Regions from separate parts of the Mus musculus genome. Here all the other regions are linked to region 2. A link is a contact called in public Hi-C and HiChIP or PLAC-seq data. All regions are on one chromosome and are shown on one strand. Each heading gives the region's core, a stretch centred on a gene start, on an enhancer-like site or on the middle of the called end of the contact. The rest is flanking DNA. Distances are from core to core; before and after follow the strand shown.

Region 1 (3,551 bases), core at 199-2,698, 130 kb before region 2:
GATGAAACCTCAAACTCTGAAATGTGCCAACCGAAATGTGGCATGATGGTGAAAATAATTAAGAATCCTAATTCTCACATTACTTACCTGCATCCAAATGGGAAATGGTTTTGAAGCCTTTGTGGAGCTTAGGATATATTTATACTTTTGATACTAAATCAAGAAAACCGTGGTGTTGATCACAGGTGGGAGTATCATATTTATAAGTCAATTGTAATTCAATCATGACTTGGGGGACAGAAGGTCCTCGAGGGAAAGCCACATATTTACATGATATATTCCAGTGCTCAGATCTGTATTTGTAAGTCTGTTTCAGCCAAGAGATGTGCAAAATCACAAATGACTGGCCAATTCCCCACTGGGTGCAACTGAGAAACCTTATGAATTCCATTTTTCCACTTATTAAAATTTAATGTTCTAGTATTAATAGAGGCTGTGAACTAGGTCCTTGCCAAGATGTTCAGAAGAGAATCTGAAAATTGGACAGACTTGGCTGGTGTTTGGTAATATTTTGAAATTACGCCCCTTTCCTCTTTTTATCTCTGTACATCACTCTTTTATCTTACACTTGGCTGTTCTTTTACATTACATTATGTCCCTCTTACACCCTCTTTGATAGCCAGCATCTATATCTTTGCAGGGCTTCATTTCCTGTTGTCAAAGGGGAAGGCAATTTGAAGCCTAGGTCCCTGACTTCTTACACCACATCACCTTTTGTCTGGCTTGTCATCCCTTCTGGCTTCTTCTCCCTAATTCCATTCTTTCTTTATCTTGACTTATTCTCCAAATGTCGCCATGAATGATGCTCCAGAAATGCAGGCCTGTTCCCATTTCTTCTTCCTTACAGCAGTTCTGTTGTCTTCTCCTTGCTCTCAGAATGAATCCCTGAGTCCTAAACAAGGTCATTGAATCTGGATTTGTGGTCTGGCATCAATTTATGGCTGTGCGACTTGACTTAGCCACATTTCAGTTTCATTACACCTCTGACTCTCATCATTTGCTGCAGTTATGGTCTGTAAAGTTCTCTCGCATGCTGTCTTAGTGGGTACCAAGTCATTACTCCTTAAGGAAGCAGGTTCCTGCGAGCCTCCCACCACAGCATTTTGTCAACAGAAGAATACATATCTTTATGTGTGTTTCTGCAGTTGACTTAACACACCCTGGATTCTTTACTGTTGAACTTATGGTCCACAGCCCTGTCCAGATGTGGCTTAGTTAACATATAAATTGTCCCCAGCCACATCATCAAATCATACTTATACTTAAAAACACGAGATGGTATTTCAACATGCCAAATAGAATGATATTAAAGGTAAAATCGCGCAAAAACAGCACAACCATTTTACAAAGATGGCCCTTAAATGGACTGGGAAAACACTGTCTGCTCAGTGTAAGATACAGGAGAAGGAAGGTCAGAGTTCCCTAGTTCACCTTCAGTGGGGAACAAGGGTGCATGCTGGGTGACTCAGGCTTTTCTTTACCTGCATTGTCTAAGTCACTGGAAAATGTGGTTACTCACCCTGAAGTTAAACATAACGTTTAGCAGTTACGTAAATCTGAAAATCTAGAATCTATTAATAATAAGACTGACAAAATGAAAAGGAATGTCTACAGCAGACATTTTGATTTTCTGTCACCGTGTCTACTTTGTTGGCCAAGCTCTGAGTTTGAAGGAATTGAATCCACTGTTAATGGATAACCATGAGCTCAGAGGGAAAGCAGTAGACTCTCGAGAATTTACAGACACTTGAAACACTCATGAGAACTCTTCCTTCTTTTCTAGTCAAAGGCCCAGAGGAGTGTGGGTTTCTGTCTCGTTAGCAGGAGGGAGGAAAAGGAGAGAGGAAGATATTTTTTGTCTATCATTTTTACTTTTATTTTGGTTTTTGGAGATGGGATTTCTTTGTGTTGCCCTGGCTGTTGTGGAACTAGCTCTGTAAAGGAGAGCATCCACATGCCTCTGCCTCTGCCTCTCGCCTCTCTGCCTCTCTGCCTCTGCCTCTCTGCCTCTCTGCCTCTCTGCCTCTCTGCCTCTCTGCCTCTCTGCCTCTCTCTCTGCCTCTCTGCCTCTCTGCCTCTGCCTCTCTGCCTCTCTGCCTCTGCCTCTCTCTCTGCCTCTGCCTCTCTCTCTGCCTCTGCCTCTGCCTCTCTCTCTGCCTCTCTCTCTGCCTCTCTGCCTCTCTGCCTCTCTGCCTCTCTGCCTCTCTGCCTCTGCCTCTCTGCCTCTCTGCCTCTCTGCCTCTCTGCCTCTCTGCCTCTCTGCCTCTCTGCCTCTCTGCCTCTCTGCCTCTCTGCCTCTCTGCCTCTCTCTGCCTCTCTGCCTCTCTGCCTCTGCCTCTCTGCCTCTCTGCCTCTCTGCCTCTCTGCCTCTCTGCCTCTCTGCCTCTCTGCCTCTCTGCCTCTCTGCCTCTCTGCCTCTCTGCCTCTCTCTGCCTCTCTGCCTCTCTGCCTCTCTGCCTCTCTGCCCCTCTGCCTCTCTGCCTCTCTGCCTCTCTGCCTCTCTGCCTCTGCCTCTCTGCCTCTCTGCCTCTCTGCCTCTCTCTGCCTCTCTGCCTCTCTGCCTCTCTGCCTCTCTGCCTCTCTGCCTCTCTGCCTCTCTGCCTCTCTGCCTCTCTCTGCCTCTCTGCCTCTCTGCCTCTCTCTGCCTCTCTGCCTCTGCCTCTGCCTCTCCAGTGCTGTCATTAAAGGTATACACAGACACCACTGGCTTTTTTTTTGTTTGTTTGTTTTTAATGTCCTGTGAGGGGCATTTTTAGAAATTTATTTATTCTTCTTCTTTTTTTTTTTTGTGCATTGGTGTTTTACCTGTTTGTATGTCTGTGCAAGGGTGTCAAAGCCCCTGGAGTTACAGAGAGTTTTGAGTTGCCAGGGCCATCAGTAAGAGTATCCAGTGCTTTTTAACCACAAAGCCATCTTTCTAGCCCTTGCTATGTGATTGCTGAGAAAAGACATCCAGTAGAAACCGTGCTCCTTTTTGTTTTTGTTTTTGTTTTTGTTTTTGATAGGTTCTACTTTTACTTGGAATAGCAGACAACAGAGGTGGCCTCTGAAACTATGTGGCAAAACAGAGGTAAGGATTTTGAGGACACTGATAAGAAATCAAATTAATCATCAAAACTTTCTTGACCTTTTTGATAAGACATTTTCAGGCCTGTTTGAGTAAGTTTTGTTTCTTAATTATTTGTAACTACAAATATATGGATAGCATGCTTTATTTTTTTATATGCCTGTTTGTTGGGAATAAATGAGGAAAAACATAAATATGCACATATACACTATGTATGTGTATGGCAACTTCCTGGCAGACATGACTTCCTTCTCTTTCTAAGTATAGAAAGACTGTATACATTAAACGCTAAACTGTTAAATATTTGTCATCTTTGTTTTCAACTAACAGAAAATGAGCATTATTTGACATAAAGCCATATAGGAAAATTTAGTTCGTACTTTTACATAAAATCATTATGTCTTTGATGCCTTCATCTTTTTCTAGTTAGCATTAGCTGTCAAATTGACATGGCCTAGAGTCACCTGAAATATAAGAAGCCTCA
Region 2 (3,730 bases), core at 128-2,627:
TCTTAATATTTTCTGCTCTTAACTATACAATCAAATTTCTCTTCAGTTTTTTCTTAGAGAAAATGTTGTCCCTGTTTTGGTCTTTCTTCAAGAGAGGTTCTTTATGTCCCTTATTTATCTACACACCTTATATCAACAAAAAAAGTCTAACTTATTACTGATAAGGGACAAAAGAAGTATTTCCTGGTCTTTGCACAACTTCTTTAAATAAACAAGTTGCTGGAATCCAAATATCTATTTCCATAGATTGCATGCACCAGGCTGCCTTTTATTTGAAAGGATGTCTATGAGTAAGGGAGACAAAGATACATGAGTAAGGCATGGGGTAAGGGCGTGTGTTTGGGAGTGAGACAGAAACTTTGTCTAGACAACTTGTACCGTGGAAAATTCCTTGGTCTACTCTGAGGAAGCTGTTAAGCCAGGCTGTGAAAATTTGGTCCTGTACTTACAAAAGCATTCCTAAGAGTCATCCTTTCACACCTGTCTGTCATCAACACCCGGAACAAGTCATCTTCACAGAGAATTCTAAAGCTTTTCACAGATCCTTCCCTCGCCCCTAGTCACTGTAAAAGTTTTGAAACAAATTATTATTAATAAATGATATCTAAATATCAATTTTCTTCTCCTAGAATTCCTAGGCAGCCACAAAAACAGAAATAAAGTTATTCCTTTACCTTTTGACTCTGCCTAGAGTCTGAAGCAATTATTGCTAATCCTATGAATTTCAGAAGTATTTGGAGACAAGTGGTCATCTTGCAGTTCCTCGAGATGACATAAACGTACACATTACTGTGCAGGATTTGGAATCAGCGTAAAGCAAAACATACAAGAGGTCGTATATAATAGCTACATGTGCAAAATTATCCCGAATGCACAGAGTTACATCAAAGACAGACGAATGATTAATATGAGAGGCTTATAAGCTTCTCATAGAACGCAGTTGTGCAGAGTTCAGAGACATGCGCACTGGTCTTTCTTTTTCCTGTAGAGCTCCATAACCTCTCTGTTTTCCTCCTGCTTGTACTTCGATGGCAGAGGCTGTCACGTCAGCGTTACTTAGATTATAAACAAGAGCCATCATCTGAGGTCAGGCACTTTGCACAGGCCTTTTAGAAGTGACTTGTCACTCAGAGATTAGCCAGAGCTGAGACATTTCCCTGATTCAGGTCACTGTGGGAATTAGGCTGTAGCTCATGTTAACTGAGGCCTCGAAGGTCACTTGTTAGACCCGATACCTTTTTAAAAATCGATACTTAAGACCGCAGCTTTGGAAGGACCATTGCTTGCCTGAATCCAATAGATGATATGTGAGCGTATGTTTACAGAACATCCTTCACACTGACACAGCTCTGGAAGTAAGCAGGGCAGTGACGAAGTGGTTAATCATTTGCTCCTCGCCTCATGCGTAGCTGAATGTATCATTACTCATCGGCGTCAGTAGGAGCTGTTGCAGGTTTTTCTTTTTTTTTCTTTTCTTTCTTTTTTTCTTTTTCTTTTTACCTTTAGACTGGTGGGTTACAAGAAAAGAAAATATAAATGGTGAATAATGACTAACAGAAGGTACGTGGAGAAATATCGGTGCCGTCGGCCTCCCGTGTTTTTGTTTAACTTTTGCTGGGATTCATTGCCACAGACAAGCATTTGAATGACTTCATGTCAACGGTGTGACAGGCGGCTGAGGCAGCTCAATCCTTCAAACATATTCCTAAAATACGTTGAAGCTATTCGAATGTTCACTATGCATGTAATGTTAAGTAGAGGCTCTCCATCAGTCTCGATGTGTGTGCCCGTGCTCAGACGTGGAAGGGCACATCTAATCAGCTGAGGAATATTTTATGTGTGAGCACTCTAGGGATGCAGATAAGTTTCTCCCTGTATATTTCCACACAGTTAAAATTGTGTTTAAATTTATCTCAGTTACATTTTAGGAAATCGGACGTATTCATTCTGAAAGGGAGAATCTCCCATATACTTGGTCTCATCAGACCAGATTTCTTCTGATCTTGGTGCCAAATCTTACCCTCTCAAGGTCCCAGGGGGAAGAACTATTCTATCATCGTTTCTTCTGGCAAATCCAGAAACTTTGGATTTATCTCCTCCCACAAATATGTCACTTTTCTTGCCTTCTTATCCCATGGATAATTCTTCACCTACTATCTGCTATTCTGCCTTGGTTAATTATCCAAGTGTATCCGTAGCAGTCTGCATTACCCCAATCAGTGAGGATAATACATGGAACATTATGCATTAATCAGGTCCTATCTTTGTTAGCAAACCAACACCCATGTGTGTGCACGTAATCCCTGAGCATCTTAGCCAAGAGTTCTTTGTCCACTGTCTATGAGTCATGCATTTGCCTTTTCAATCTCCATTGTTGGTCTCTATTTTTCAAGGCATTATATTTCTTCCTGGTTTCTAACTCAACAGAGTCATACTATTTTACAAAAAATCCTCAGGGGATATCTGTAACATGGGTCGAGACATCAGATGTAATACTGACTGGCTTGTGTTTCCTGACTGGCAATGATATTTCAAATGTTTGGCCCACGATGAGTCTTTTAAAGCCCTGTCTGGTATGCAGGAGACACTACATCGTGAGAGACTGGGTCTTGAGTTAATTGTTAATTGTCCATCCAACCTCACATCTTATCAGACCGTGACTGTTTGCTGTTCAAACAGAAGACTGTCGTTGTGTTTACTAGTAAATCCAAATTCCTTCTCAGTTACTATTAAACATAAGTTGTGTTGTGTATAATTTTACTCTTATCTTTGCAAGAGAGAAAATATTTAAAAAATTAGTGCGCTAATATTAAGTGATATCTTTGCTGTCTGGGAGTTATCATAGAGGGGTTTCTTCTTTGCAATTTTTTTCTCAGGCTCAGATTTAGAGGGGATGGAGAGATGGCTCAGAGTTTCAGATACCATACTGCTCTTACAGAGGTCACGCTTTCTACCCACATTCATCTCGGCTGGGAATAACGCCTGCAAGCATCGCTCTTGGATGTCTGACAACGTGGGCCTCCAGGGGCACCTGAACTCTTGTGCGTACATATAGCCACATATAGACAGACATATAATTAAACATGAAAGATAAATCTTAAAAAAGTCACGGTGTTAGGTATCTGACTACTCTATTTTACATATTTGAACATTAACTTTTCTTAGTCCAACATTTAATGTTGGGAGCCAACTGGGAGTGATTCTTTCTTCTATTTTTATTTTTAATTATTTCTTTTATTTTTGAGATTATAGTACAGTTACAGTACTAAACATAAAATTGTTATGAAGTTGTGCTAACCTGAAAACCGATTCCTGTTTCTGTTTTTGTTTTTCTTTAATACATTACTTTTTTGGTCAAAATTTCGAGCTAAAATGCATTTAGAATTCTGTTCTGTGTTTTACTCCTGTATTTTACTCTATGATATTTGTCAAAAACAAAATAAAAATTCAAAATGAACACATGTGATTGTATTACTCTGTGTTTCTTCAGGAATGAATTATAACATTGCACATCGATTTAATGTATTTTATTTAAAGTTGGATTCCTTTTGAGGAAGACAAATAGGAGTTTGGGATCTGTCAAATATTGTCTGCTCGATTTTGTAAATCGCTGATGTAAGAAATTGTGAAATTATTGGTCAGTAGCCAGACTGAAAATGGTTTTCATTTGATATCAATGAGAACTTCTGCTTTTATTTCCCCAGCCTCATATTTGACCCCTTTTCCCAAT
Region 3 (3,436 bases), core at 193-2,692, 190 kb before region 2:
GTGGGAGAGAGAAATGTGTGAATGTTCCACGTGATTAAACTTCTTGGTTCTTGAATGTTCTCGGTAGTAGTTAAGTTAGGCAACCAGCCCCTTGCATACAAAGACCCTCACGTAACTTCCCATAAAATATGGATTTTATTGCAGCAGCGACAACATTTCTCAGTACCACATTGACCTCGCCAGCATCTCCCATCTCGAGATGGACCGTAACTCTTGGCAGGCGAATAACTACGGAGGAGGAAGTGACCCCAGCTCTGCGGCATTATAGGACTCCGCAACGACCCGCCTTCATTAAATTCCACATGAACGCCTTGGGGACTTCACTCTTGCATCTGACACCTCACATCAGACGCACCAGACCTCCTGCTCTCCAGTCTAAGGAAGGCATTCTCCCTCAGATGTGTGTGTGTGTGTGTGTGTGTGTGTGTGTGTGTGTGTAGCCTTGGAAGAGCACCAGCGAGCGGCGTCTTCCACATGACTTTTCCCTGGACAGTGTGCTCCATTTTCGAAGTCCAGTGTCGGACTTGCCTTGCAACCTAAGCATTTCTGCTCTATGAAAGCCTGAAGGCATTGCTAGGAACATGCGAGCTAACAGTTTTCTTTAAGCTCGTTCTCTCGGCCAAACCATCTCTGTAAGTTTGCCTTATTGGGAACATTCCAGAGTTTCCCGACTACCTGAATTAATTTCTGCGTTACTCTCAAAGCCATAAAAAAAAAAAAAAATCCCATAACTCAGGCCAAGCAGTCACCACACAGACCCTTGTATTGTTGGGTAGGTGGAAATCAATCAAGCCCCAAACGGCTCCACCGCTCCGGCACTCACTAGCGCCCTTGGTAATTGACCAGCCAACTTTGCAAAGCTAGGGCTCCACTAGCCGCCTCCGCCAGCCCCGCGGAGTGGACCTCGGCAGCAGCTTTCTCTCCTCCACACTGTTCCCTGCCACCCCCCGCAGAACCCTAGGCGTCTCGGTCTTACCAGGCGGCGGAGGAGCGGCGCCCAGGCTCCCCGGGAAGCGGCGCCGGTCCTGGGCAGAGGCAGCAGCGCCACCAATGCAACCGGACTCGCGCGCAAGCCCGCCCGCACCCCAGCTCCCAGCTGAGCATCCCTCCCAACTCCGTGCACCGCAACACCCGGCGCAGAGGACCGCTCTCTTTCTCTGATTGGCTTCCATCAACGCTACGGAATTAAAATAATAGCTATGTATAAAGAAGAAAGAGAAGGCAAGGGAGAAAAGAAACGCACGCACAAGCTCCCGCATTGGCAACAGAGACCGAACCCACCTCGGTTTGCCTTCCGGCTCCTGGGGACACCCTGCCACTCGCCCAGGATGCTCCTGCCTCCACCACGGTCTTCTGCTCTGTGCTTCTTGCTGCTGTGGCTGGAACTGCAGCTCTCGGGATGGGAAGGTTACGGCTCCAGAGAGCTGGCTCTTGTGGGCACACACTGATTTGCAAGTGAATGAAGTGGGAGGGAGCAAAGAGAGGAGGACTTTGTTACAGAGGCCCAGTGCCTGCCCCCGCCCGCCCCCTCCCCTTGACAGAATGACTCCCAGTGTTTGAAGTCCGGAGCAGTTCGCTCTCTGGAACACTCCCGCTGCCCCAGGCTTTCCCTTCCTCTTTTTTCTTATATATTTTTTAGGGGGGACGGCTTAAGACATACTGAGAACTTGTGTGACTCTATCTGATCTTTCTTTTTAAGCTATCAAAATGCACCGTGTTCAATTACCAGCAGCGGTCGGATGTTCTTTTCTAATAGCCCAGGCAATTAAGATTCCCGGGGACACGACATGGTACGGCGTGGCGCTGTGAGCCAGTTTGGGGGGGAGACAGTACGCACGACCTGCACTCGAATAAAATAACCCCGGTCTTCTGAGGTAACAATACCGACGGCTGTTCTGTATAACATAAACAGACGCGAGCAGACAGATTCATGAATGTCAGTCTTTGCTTCTCTCATCTCAAGAACACTTTTTCCCCCCTTGTAGCTTCTGGAGCTCTGGCGCTGTTGCAGAGTGGGTAACCCCAGAGAGCTGTAGCATGAAGTCATATGCCCCCGAGAGTGTAGAAGCGGTTCAAATCCAAACGCCCCGGGCTCATCAATGTCTTCGTGGCTGATCCATCTTTCTAAATGAGCAGATAGCAGGGCACACTGAACTAGCAGAATAGGATATATATTGATATTTAAGACGTATTTGTTGTGTTGAGATCTTTCTGGGAAGTTACTGAAGCAAGATAACGTCTATGTGAAACTCCTTGATACACATAGCTGTCTGGATGGGTGTCCTTATACTCGAGAAGAAGTGACTTCTCTGAAGGGACTAAGCTGCAGAAGTCTTAAACACGTCAAAGCATTGTTAAAGGAGAATCATGCCTTTTCTGCCTAGGAGATGCAGACACGTTGCAGTCAAGCACTATTGGATTAAGAAAATTAAATCTAATTACCACAATGGTTTCACCCCGGGTCAGCCACAGACCCAAGCCAGCTGTTTCTGCATGTTACAAGCTCGCAGCAAGATTTCCATTGCATGGTGCTTTAGTGACATTCCAGCCACTTGGCTTCTGAGTGATCTAACTAGCTAGAGGTCGGTCTTCTTCCCAAGAGAGCTCTTACTAGAAAAAAAAATCTTTTGTGTCCCTAATAGAAGTTGAGGCATTTTAATGAAGCCCAAATCAAAGTATTTCTTCCAGGCAGCCGGTGCTTCAAAGAATTGTATGTGGAACGGTCTTAGTCCAGATGTTCTGCACATGGATGCTGGCAAGATTTGAAAAGCCATCCTTGGGATGAGGAGATAGATGCCTGCAGTTTGCAGAAAGGAGGCTGAACATGGTCTCTTCATGTGGGTATTTGAACTGCAGTGGAGGAGGGATGGGGGAGAGGACAGCTGGTTCACATTCATTCATTCCTCAGGTTGTAGACTTCTTAATTTGAAAGATTACCTTGGTATGTCTGTACAGTCCTTTACAGCTCACAAAGTATTCTTATAGACCATTTGATGGGATTCTTCTGCTAATATGATTTTTTTTTTTGGCAGAAAGGACAGAGGAAATAGATTGATAAAAGCACAGTAAAGGTTAAGGACTATGTCTAAGATAATAAAACTAGGAAGGAACAAAAGGCGAAATACCCAAATGTGTACATGCCAACTAGTGTATATCCACAAAATGTATGCAGATATAATTTACTAACATGTGTGATGATAAATTAATAACGGAACATGTGCGAGTATGTTAAAAACACATTTTGTAAGATTGTCTCTAGCAGACAGATGTATAAATTAACTGATTTTATGCTATATGAAGGGTCATAGTGAAGTAGATTTTCTATCCATCGAAGCAGTTAATGTCTCACGAAGGAAAAAAATCTCTTAATTGTTTGTGATGTATTACCCTTCAAACTCCATTAAGCGGCACATCAAAGGTGGTTAAACAACCTCAT

The links. A called contact is a pair of places that touch in the nucleus more often than the background predicts. HiChIP or PLAC-seq counts read pairs in DNA pulled down with a chosen protein or histone mark.
Region 1: a Hi-C map of pancreatic cancer cells shows a contact between it and region 2. The contact joins two enhancer-like sites. A contact is called at or near these places in 2 of 484 Hi-C or Micro-C datasets (nephron progenitors and pancreatic cancer cells) and 1 of 115 datasets of contacts at active chromatin or transcription factors (extraembryonic endoderm stem cells).
Region 3: an H3K27ac HiChIP or PLAC-seq map of extraembryonic endoderm stem cells shows a contact between it and region 2, with 5 times the contacts expected there. The contact joins the promoter of Cdh6 here to the enhancer-like site in region 2. A contact is called at or near these places in 6 of 39 promoter capture datasets (frontonasal cranial neural crest, liver, maxillary cranial neural crest and 2 more), 8 of 484 Hi-C or Micro-C datasets (the AML12 cell line, cerebral cortex, cortical neurons and 2 more) and 5 of 115 datasets of contacts at active chromatin or transcription factors (embryonic stem cells, extraembryonic endoderm stem cells, kidney and 2 more).

The regions. Positions count from the first base shown.
Region 1 is chr15:13,235,618-13,239,168 of GRCm38.p6, forward strand. No RefSeq gene overlaps it. Among named protein-coding and RNA genes, the nearest start is that of Gm46517, 50 kb to the right of the region's middle. Within about 2 kb of position 1,449, at least 10 of the 459 cell types and tissues checked have an H3K27ac peak or open chromatin away from gene starts, as enhancers often do. A contact at or near this core is called in pancreatic cancer cells, where this site is marked.
Region 2 is chr15:13,366,399-13,370,128 of GRCm38.p6, forward strand. No RefSeq gene overlaps it. Among named protein-coding and RNA genes, the nearest start is that of Gm46517, 81 kb to the left of the region's middle. Within about 2 kb of position 1,378, at least 24 of the 459 cell types and tissues checked have an H3K27ac peak or open chromatin away from gene starts, as enhancers often do. A contact at or near this core is called in the AML12 cell line, extraembryonic endoderm stem cells and pancreatic cancer cells, where this site is marked.
Region 3 is chr15:13,172,233-13,175,668 of GRCm38.p6, forward strand. It overlaps Cdh6 (cadherin 6), which reads right to left and starts at 1,443. Exons shown (of 12, transcript NM_007666.4): 1 at 1,282-1,443.